Regions from separate parts of the Mus musculus genome. Here regions 2 and 3 are each linked to region 1. A link is a contact called in public HiChIP or PLAC-seq and promoter capture Hi-C data. All regions are on one chromosome and are shown on one strand. Each heading gives the region's core, a stretch centred on a gene start, on an enhancer-like site or on the middle of the called end of the contact. The rest is flanking DNA. Distances are from core to core; before and after follow the strand shown.

Region 1 (2,700 bases), core at 120-2,619:
TTTTTAACTCAGAGATCAACCTGCCTCTGCCTCCTGAGTGCTGGGATTAAGGGGTGTGTCACCATGATGGCAGACTCAATTCTTACTATACTTTCCAATCCCCACACTGAAAATGGCATGTCTGCTTCACTTATCGATTTAAAGTAAATGGGCTATTTTTCCTTACCTTTTTTTTTTTTTAAGATTTATTTATTTTATGTATGTGAGTACACTGTAGCTGTCAGACACACTAGAAGAGGGCATCAGATCCCATTACAGATGGATGTGAGCTACCATGTGGTTGTTAGGAATTGAACTCAGGACCTATGGAAGAACAGTTGGTGCTCTTACCCTCTGAGCCATCTCTCCAGCTCTACACGTTCCATTTTAAATTTAATACTTGTTAATTCTTTGAGGATCTCATACATGTATTAATGCACTTTGATAAAATTCATCCCCACCCTCCAAACTCCTCTCAACCTACTCTTTCCTTCTTGGGTATTATTACGAGTATTTCTTTGATAAGAATAAAATATATCTCTTTTTTAAAAGGAGGAAAAAGATGACAGACAGTGGTAGCACATGTCTTTAATCCCAGAACTCAGGAGGCAGGGACAGGTGAATCTCTGAGTTCAAGGGCTGCCTGGTCTACAAGAGAGTTCCAAGACAGCCAGGGCTACACAAAGAAACCCTATCTTGAAAAACGAACAAACAAATCACCCCAAATCAAAACCAAAAAGGAGGGGAAAAGCAGCAGATACAGGTTAAGAGTATTTTCTTGTGGCTGGAGAAATATTTAAGCAGTTAAGAGCACTGGCTACTCTTCCAGGGAACCCTGGTTTGATTTCCAGCATTCTCCAGCTTTCTCTCCGAGTCACGCTCCAGTCCCATGGGTTCCAACATCCTCTTTGGACTCCTTGGACTTTGCACCCAGGTGATGTCATACAGGCAGGCAAAGCACCCAACACACACACTTTTTTTTTTTTTTTTTTTTTTTTGAGACAGGGTTCCTTTGTGTGTCCTGGAGCTAGCTACATAGCCAGTAGAAGACATTTAGGGCTTCATAGTGTGACCTGGTTTTAAAAAAGGAGAGGGGGGGGGGCGGGGAAAGACAGAGAGACAGAGAGACAGACACAGACAGACAGACACAGGGCAGTAGACCACCACCTAGGTTCAAGTTCAGGTTCCCTGCTCCCCCAAGAGCAGCTGACAACCACCGCTTTTTTTACAGGCAGACTCGGCTTCTCCAGGGCCTTCCCTGTTTAGAGGAGCCTCTCTGCTGAGCCTCCTCCTTAGTGATGGGTGCACTCCGGGGTCACGGCCCCTCCCTAAGGTCAGGGGTTGGAGAGCCGGCCCTGCTCCTTAGGCAGGGTCACAGTTTCACCCGATCTTGCCATTCCACTCCCTCCACCCGACCCCTCGCCGCGCCTCGCGGCGCCTCTCCTTTGGAGCCATGGCTCCTGTTCCGGGATCCCTCGGGCAGGGCCGGGACTCCGGGGACTCAGCTTCGAAGAGTCGGGAGGCATCAGGTGGCCCTCAGCTCTCGTCCTCCGCGTCCTTCTCGCGGTGGCTGGTCGCGAGCCCCGGGGCCGGTGGCTGGCCGCTGCGCCTGGCGGGGTGGGGCGCCTCGCCACTGCGCCTGGCGGGGTGGGGCGGGATGGCGGCCTCCGCGTGGCTGGAGGCCGGCCTGGCCCGGGTGCTCTTCTACCCGACGCTGCTCTACACAGTGTCCGGGGGAGGGTGCGCGGCCCGGCGCACCGCGACTGGTACCACCGCATCGACCACACGGTTCTGCTGGGCGCGCTGCCGCTGAAGAACATGACGCGCCGGGTGAGAGACCGCCGGGCCGGGCCGGGCCGGGCCGGGAGCGGGCCCAGGGCCTCTGCGGGCGCCCCGCGGCCCTCGCTGAGCCTCCTCTTTGCCTCGGCAGCTGGTACTGGACGAGAACGTGCGCGGGGTGATCACTATGAACGAGGAGTACGAGACCCGATTCCTGTGCAACACCTCGAAGGTGAGGACCCGGGCCCTCTGGCCTGGCTGGCCCAGCACTCGGGCCTGGGAAAGCTGGAGAAGCTAGGGGAAGAGGAAGGACGCCGTGGGTGACCTTGTCTCCGAGACCAGTGTTGGAGACCTAGTTGCCTTCTCAAGTTCTGTGTATGTGGGTCAAGCTCAAATGGCTGCAGGTGGAAAGACGCTGAAGCTGATAAGCCAGAAAGAAGTCTTGCGAGTCTGGAGACTCAGGTGGCAGAGGCAGGATCTTTTGAGCCCAGGAGTTCAATGTGTCCTGGCCATTGTCTAAAAAGAGCGAGCTAACCCGCTGTGGGTGGCTCACTCCTGGAATTTCAGCCCCCTTAAGGCAAGAAGTTGTTCCAGGCCAGCTTGGTGTATTGTATGTAGTGAGCTCTGGGTCAGTCAGGACACAGGACAAGGAAGTCCTGCTTCAAAATGGGGACGGGGGGTACAGTTCTTCATGCACAGAATTGTACATGTATATGCTACTTTTCCTTTGTTTGTTTATTTTGAGACAGGGGTCTTAAGTCCTGATCCGATTCTCCTGCCTCCACTTTCCAAGTACTGAGATTACAGGCATGTGCTAATACACCCATTTTGTATTTGTGATTTTGGTCACTAACCTCAGTAACTAAAATTGTGACTTGTGTGTGGTGGTTTGAATATGCTTGGCTCAGGGAGTGGAGCGAGAGAACCCTGACTAATACAATG
Region 2 (3,014 bases), core at 415-2,914, 550 kb before region 1:
CCCTGTTTTTAAAGTTTATTACTTTTGCAGGAGAGAGAACACAAAAGCCACAGTGTCCATGGAGAGGTCAGAGAACAACTTCCTAGGGTTGGTTCTGCCCAGCACGTGGGTCCTGGGGATCAAACAGTCATTGGACTTGGTGGCATGTATCCTTACCTGCTAAGCAACCCCACCAGCCACCCAAACATAAGATTTCTTACAAAGCTTATCTTATTTAATATTTTTGACTATACAGAGTATTAAAATATAATGAAAACAATCTGCACCTATGTATAGCACAGAAAAAATTTAAAAGTATGCATGTATCATGCACACAGAATTCACAAATACAAGGAGAGCTGTTTAATAATGTCTATTTATGTCTTTAAGGGTATTTTCTTTTATGCCTTTTCCAAGTTTGCTTTTCCTTTCTTTCTTTTTCTTGTTTTCTTTTTCTTTTCTTTTTTCTTTCTTTTTCTTTTCTCTCTTTCTCACTTTTTTTTTTTTTTTTGGACAGGGGTTTCTCTAGCTCCAGCCATCTTGGAACTCACATTATAGACCAGACTGGGTGCGAACTCAAGAGATCTGCCCGTCTCTGCCTCCCAAGTGCTAGGATTAAAGGTGTGAGCCACCATGCGGGCCCTTTTGCAACGCTTCAAAGTGTGTGCTTATTGGGGTTAGAGGCATGATCTACCCAATAGAAATACAAGTTTTTAAATGTGTACATGTGAAGAAGCGATGTCTCTCTCCACATCCGGTCACCCTTGCAAGAGCCCAACTCTAAGTTGGACACAAGGCAGGCAAGCATAAAACACTCCTTGGTTCATCCTTTATCTCCTCCTGCTAACCCAGGGATGCTACTTACTACAGCCATCCTCATCGCTGTGGTCTCCACAGTCATTGTCTCCATCACACTGCCACTGGGCGGGGATACAGGTACATTCGCCAAGCGCGCTCACCGCACATGTGAAGTGGCTCCGACCACATGCACACTCCAGACTGCTGGCTATTCCTGGGCAGAAAGAATAGGAAAAAGAGGGCATTGATGCCTGTCCACCCAAAGCCAACAGGGTTGGGGAGGAGAAAAACCCAAGGGAATTGTCACTCAGATTTCCTTCCTCTGCCAGGGCAGATATGATCCCAAAGACAGCTTCGGACTTTGGGTTCACAGAGAGCCTCGTGGCCCCGTCTATGGCATCTTTACACAGCATCTCTGAAGGCCAGGAGACAAATAAAGCCACCAAGGGATGTTGTGCTCAGAACAAGAGTGGGGGACAGCCGCCACCTACCAAGACACCTCTATATGCTTTCTTCCAAAATTAGAAAACTGAGACACAAGTAAACCTTCCTCCACCTTGCAGCCTCAAGCACTGACGCAAGCTAGAACGGTGAAACCAGATCACGGTGCCTCTCGATGTCAAGGAATCCAGGTGGGGAGGCACGAAGGAGCTTGCGAGTCCTATCATCAGATTTTACTTTTCGGGGCAAGGGGTGACAAGATCAAGCCACCTCAGGACAGACTAACCAGGACCAGCCAGTGCTCCAGTCAGTGCCTTCCAGTCTGTGAGACAGACCAAGGCCTGCAGGAAGGCCGGTGGACGCAGCCCCTCCCCCAGCCTCAGCAGCATGCAGCTGGCTTCCCCATTGAGCATCAAGCTATCTGCCTGGCCAAGTCCCATGACTGGCTGCAGTGCCCCCTCCCCAGAGTACCCAGCAGGATGCCCTGGGATGGCGTGTGAATGGCTCGGTGCCCCTGCTCCAGCCTCAGCTGGAACAAAGGGTTCTTCTAGGGTCACTCTCCCCCCTCAGATTATTCATCTAACCCGCTGAGCTGCTGCAGCTGTGGAAGGAGGGGGCCTGCCTTGTTGCTCATCTCGTCCCTAGCTTTCCTCTCTTCCTCCCATTAGCTGGGCCCTGCCTTCAGCCTGGGCTGGAACTGGGAAGGGTCAGCTGTACATTGCCACTCCTGTTCCTTTACTATTGGTCTCTACGCCTCCCCAGTCTTCCTACTTCTCTCCCAAAGGTGTGAGGTTAAGGCAAAGCTTCCTAACCTGCAATGGATGGCTGAATAGATGGATGGCCAATCAGCCTTTGACATCTGTGAGCCAGCCTCTCAAGCTATGCCCAAATGTATATTTCTAGCCTTCTCTCAATTGTCTACACGTAAGAGATAAAGTTATCCCAGGAAAGATGCAGAATTTCCTTCTGAAGGCAAGCAGAGTCCTTTTAGGAGGGACAACAGCTTTGCCTTCCTCATAGGAAGCCCTCACTTCAAGCCCAATGTCTGTCTTTCTACAAAAGACTGGAGGGTTCTTCCCCAGAGAAACTCAGAAGGTCCCGTTGCCCAGGGCAACTGCCCAGTTGCCTGCTCTTCTCAGTTCCTAGACTGAGGAATAAGGACATCTCTCACTAAGACCTGAGACAGCAGAGCCTGAGGAACACTGGCTCAGTGAAGTACACGCACATCTTTACGGAACCCTGGGCCAGATTCAGCAGCGTGGACAATTCCATGCAAGGATGCTTCTGGCACACAACTCTCCTTCGTGGAGAAGCTGCAGAGAGAACTTAAGGCTTAGTTAGTAAGTTTCAGCAGGAGAAGAGGAACAGCTTTGTCCTTTAGGGGACCATCCTTCAGTGCTCCAGGATGCCTGAGCTTCTAGAAGCCAGGGATGCAGCTAAGTACCCCAGCAGTGCACGGGATGCTCCTTGTCCCTGTAAACTGACCCATAAGTCAGCAAAGGTGGAGAAATATGGATAGTACCATACAATCAGAACAGAGGTAGACCTGGAGGGACATCCAGAAAGAAAGACAGATAGGAAGAAGGGATAAAATGGAAGAGTGCAAAAGGGTAAATGCCTGACCTGGAGCAGACAAGCAGACCTTGGGTTCCATCAAGCAGGCACATGACTTTGTGCAATTCGCTTTCTTTCTTTCTTTTTTTTTTCCTTAAGGGAAAAGTAGCACTGGGGGTTAAACCCACTAAACCACATCTCAGACCTCATTTTACTTTTTATTTTAATACAAGGTTCAGGGT
Region 3 (2,791 bases), core at 191-2,690, 580 kb before region 1:
GCAGGGAGAACTTCTCAGTGTCTGAGAATCTCTTTTAGACTCAGTGTTCATTATCTTATCCCAAATTCTTTCCTTCTCTTTTTTCTCTTCTTTTCTTTCTTATTCTTTCCTTCCTTCCTTCCTTCCTTTCTTTTCTTTTCTTTTTTTTTTTTTTAGACATGGTCTCATATAGCCCAACCTAGCATCAAACTAGCTATGTAGTTGGGGATAACCTTGAATCCTCCTGCCTCACCTCCAAGTTGCTGGGATTACAACCATCACTGCCACATAGTTCCTTCAGGTTACCTGTTGTGTTGAACTATCCCAGATAAGGTTAGGAGTAATTGAACTAGTTACATGTGATGGCAGATCTCTGTTTTAACTTGAGACAGAGTCTTACTAAGGATCCTGCCAGCACAGACCAGTCCAGCCTTGAACTCAGAGACCTATAAGCCACCTCACCGACTTGGTGGTTAATTGTGAATGTCAAGTTGATGGGATTTAGAGATCATCATGGAAAAAACTTCAAGGCATGCCAGAGCGGTTGCTAGAGTAAGTTAATTAAGGTGAGAAGATTCACTTTAAATGTGAGCAGGCTGTGGTCCTGGATGGGACTAAAAAGGAGAGGTAGCCAGGCACAGCATGCACCAATGTCTGCCTCCTGACTGCATTACACTGTGACCAGCTGCCTCCTGCTCCTGCCGTCATGTCTTCTCTGTTATGATGGACTGAACCTTTGAACTGTGAGCCAGAATAAACCTTCCCTTCCTTAATTTGCTGTTGTCAGTAAGCAATTAATACAGTATGTCTCGTGTTCGCAGAGGGCTACGTCCTATGTTGACACTAGTGCATACTTCAAGTGCATGTCACTGTTAAACCAACTTGTTTTATAGGTAACTACAGCCTACAGAGGTCCCGTGTCCTGTTATTTATCCAAGTAGGCTTCAGGCTCATTGTGAAGGCATGCAAACACCAAATAGCTGGCCACATCAAATCTCTCACTTTTAGCCATTCTAACAAACTTTAACTTAAGTGAGCTAAAAGCACAGCAGTAGATTCACCAGGGGAACTTATCAAAATGCCATGTTCCTGGGCTCAGTCATCACAAAGCAACTTCTCTATAGCCAGGGCCCCGGCACAAGTTGCACCTCTTTTTGAGAGCCAGGCCTTCAAATGACAGAACACGGAAGTGCTGGGCCAGGATAGCAGAGTACTCTCTAAGTGGCTTAGGATCCCCAGGAAACACCCTAGTCAGGGAGGTCTAGTTACCTCTCTCCTGAGCCAGTACCTGTGTGAGGGCAAAGGGGTGGGACACATGGCTGACCAAGACCTGCCTCAGCTTCCCATTGAGGTCAGCACTCTCGATCCGATCCAGATGTGCATCTACCCAGTAGATCCTGAGAAGAGAAAGAGAAGGGGGTGGGGCAGATGGTTCTTCCCCATAAGGTGCTTCCTGTTCCTCCCCAAGCTGAACTGGCAGGCGCAGTCAGGAAACACTCCTGACGAGAGGTCACCATGAGCCCCACAGCTAAAGAACAGAATGTAACTCATAAGCAGGGAACCTGAAGCTGTGGGGACACAGAGAATTTAGGACCACCCGCAGCCTTTCCTTGGCAACTTGATCACCCTTTGGGTCCTAGCCGGAAATCTAAGCCCACAGTTTTATAAATGGTCTTCAGAAAGGGTTCAGGCCATGTGGCCCTACCTAACCAAGGTTAAAAGAAGAGGTCACCCTACCAACTCTCCAGGTGACCTGACCTTAATTCTTTTCCTCCGGGGGCAGGAAGGGGAAGTCACCCTCCTCTGCCCTTCCCTTTTTTTCACCCTAATCTAGAGGAGAAATTACCAATCCCAGAGCCTATTGCTTCTGCAGGTAAGCCACAAATCTAAGACCCTAAATGGATATGTAAAATAGGACACAGTCTGTCTACTGATAATCCTCAGAACTTGCAAACCAAGGAGACCAAAGCCACTGAAGGCTCAGGGCTGGATTCAGCAAGCCTGGTGCTGACTGCATTGTCTTTTTTTTTTTTTTTTTTTAATTTATTTTGGTTTTTCGAGACAGGGTTTCTCTGTGTAGCCCTGGCTGTCCTGGAACTCACTCTGTAGACCAGGTTGGCCTTGAACTCAGAAATCCGCCTGCCTCTGCCTCCCGAGTGCTGGGATTAAAGGCGTGCGCCACCACGCCCGGCCTGACTGCATTGTCTTACCCCTTTCCCTGTTTCCTCTTCCTCATCTGTCCAGGGATTTTCCATATTTTCTCCCCCCCCCACCCCCATGCCAACCTCTGTGCTCTCCTTGGCCCGCCCTCTATTCCCAGGCAGCTGTCTGGACCAGGGTCCTCACCTGCGGGTATCATAGTCCAAGGTGAGGCCGTTGGGCCAGCCTAGGTCTGTGTTGATGAGGACCTTCCTCTCAGAGCCATCCAGGTTTGCCCGTTCAATCTTGGCAATGTGGCCCCAGTCTGTCCAGAAGAGGTACCTAAGATACAATAGCGCCATTGTCACAAAGAGATTGGCAGAATATAGTGGCTACCACCCACCCATTAATCTGTAAACACATTCTGGGAGCTGCTTTTCTACCAGTCCCTTCTAGACTGGAACTCTTTCCCGCTAGACATGAACTTACCCCTTTCTGGGGAAAACAGCAATGGCCCGGGGCTCGTCTAGACTGTTGTTGATTAGCACTTTGCGACAGGATCCATCTAGCCGAGATGCTTCGATGGTATTTCGGCCGGTATCTGTCCAGTACAGGTTTCTGGCAACCCAGTCCACTGCCAGCCCGTCAGTGGTCTTAAGCCCGTGTCCAATAA

What was found. Promoter capture Hi-C pulls out the DNA fragments that hold promoters and counts their contacts. HiChIP or PLAC-seq counts read pairs in DNA pulled down with a chosen protein or histone mark.
Region 2: a contact with region 1 is called in a promoter capture Hi-C map of cranial neural crest. The contact joins the enhancer-like site here to the promoter of Ptpmt1 in region 1. A contact is called at or near these places in 7 of 39 promoter capture datasets (3T3-L1-derived adipocytes, the C10 cell line, cranial neural crest and 4 more) and 2 of 9 other capture datasets (liver and pancreatic islet).
Region 3: a contact with region 1 is called in an H3K27ac HiChIP or PLAC-seq map of bone marrow-derived dendritic cells, with 5 times the contacts expected there. The contact joins the enhancer-like site here to the promoter of Ptpmt1 in region 1. A contact is called at or near these places in 5 of 39 promoter capture datasets (the C10 cell line, cranial neural crest, liver and 2 more), 4 of 115 datasets of contacts at active chromatin or transcription factors (bone marrow-derived dendritic cells, embryonic stem cells, large pre-B cells and 1 more) and 1 of 9 other capture datasets (liver).

What each region holds. Positions count from the first base shown.
Region 1 is chr2:90,916,719-90,919,418 of GRCm38.p6, reverse strand. Ptpmt1 (protein tyrosine phosphatase, mitochondrial 1) reads left to right here and starts at 1,369. Exons shown (of 5, transcript NM_025576.2): 1 at 1,369-1,707; 2 at 1,710-1,809; 3 at 1,910-1,990. The coding sequence starts at 1,433.
Region 2 is chr2:91,469,106-91,472,119 of GRCm38.p6, reverse strand. Lrp4 (low density lipoprotein receptor-related protein 4) reads right to left here. Exons shown (of 38, transcript NM_172668.3): 2 at 845-991. Among named protein-coding and RNA genes, the nearest start is that of Lrp4, 13 kb to the right of the region's middle. Within about 2 kb of position 1,664, at least 55 of the 459 cell types and tissues checked have an H3K27ac peak or open chromatin away from gene starts, as enhancers often do.
Region 3 is chr2:91,496,925-91,499,715 of GRCm38.p6, reverse strand. It overlaps Lrp4 (low density lipoprotein receptor-related protein 4), which reads right to left. Exons shown (of 38, transcript NM_172668.3): 29 at 2,608-2,791; 30 at 2,326-2,460; 31 at 1,268-1,376. Among named protein-coding and RNA genes, the nearest start is that of Ckap5, 28 kb to the left of the region's middle. Within about 2 kb of position 1,440, at least 52 of the 459 cell types and tissues checked have an H3K27ac peak or open chromatin away from gene starts, as enhancers often do. A contact at or near this core is called in bone marrow-derived dendritic cells and neutrophils, where this site is marked.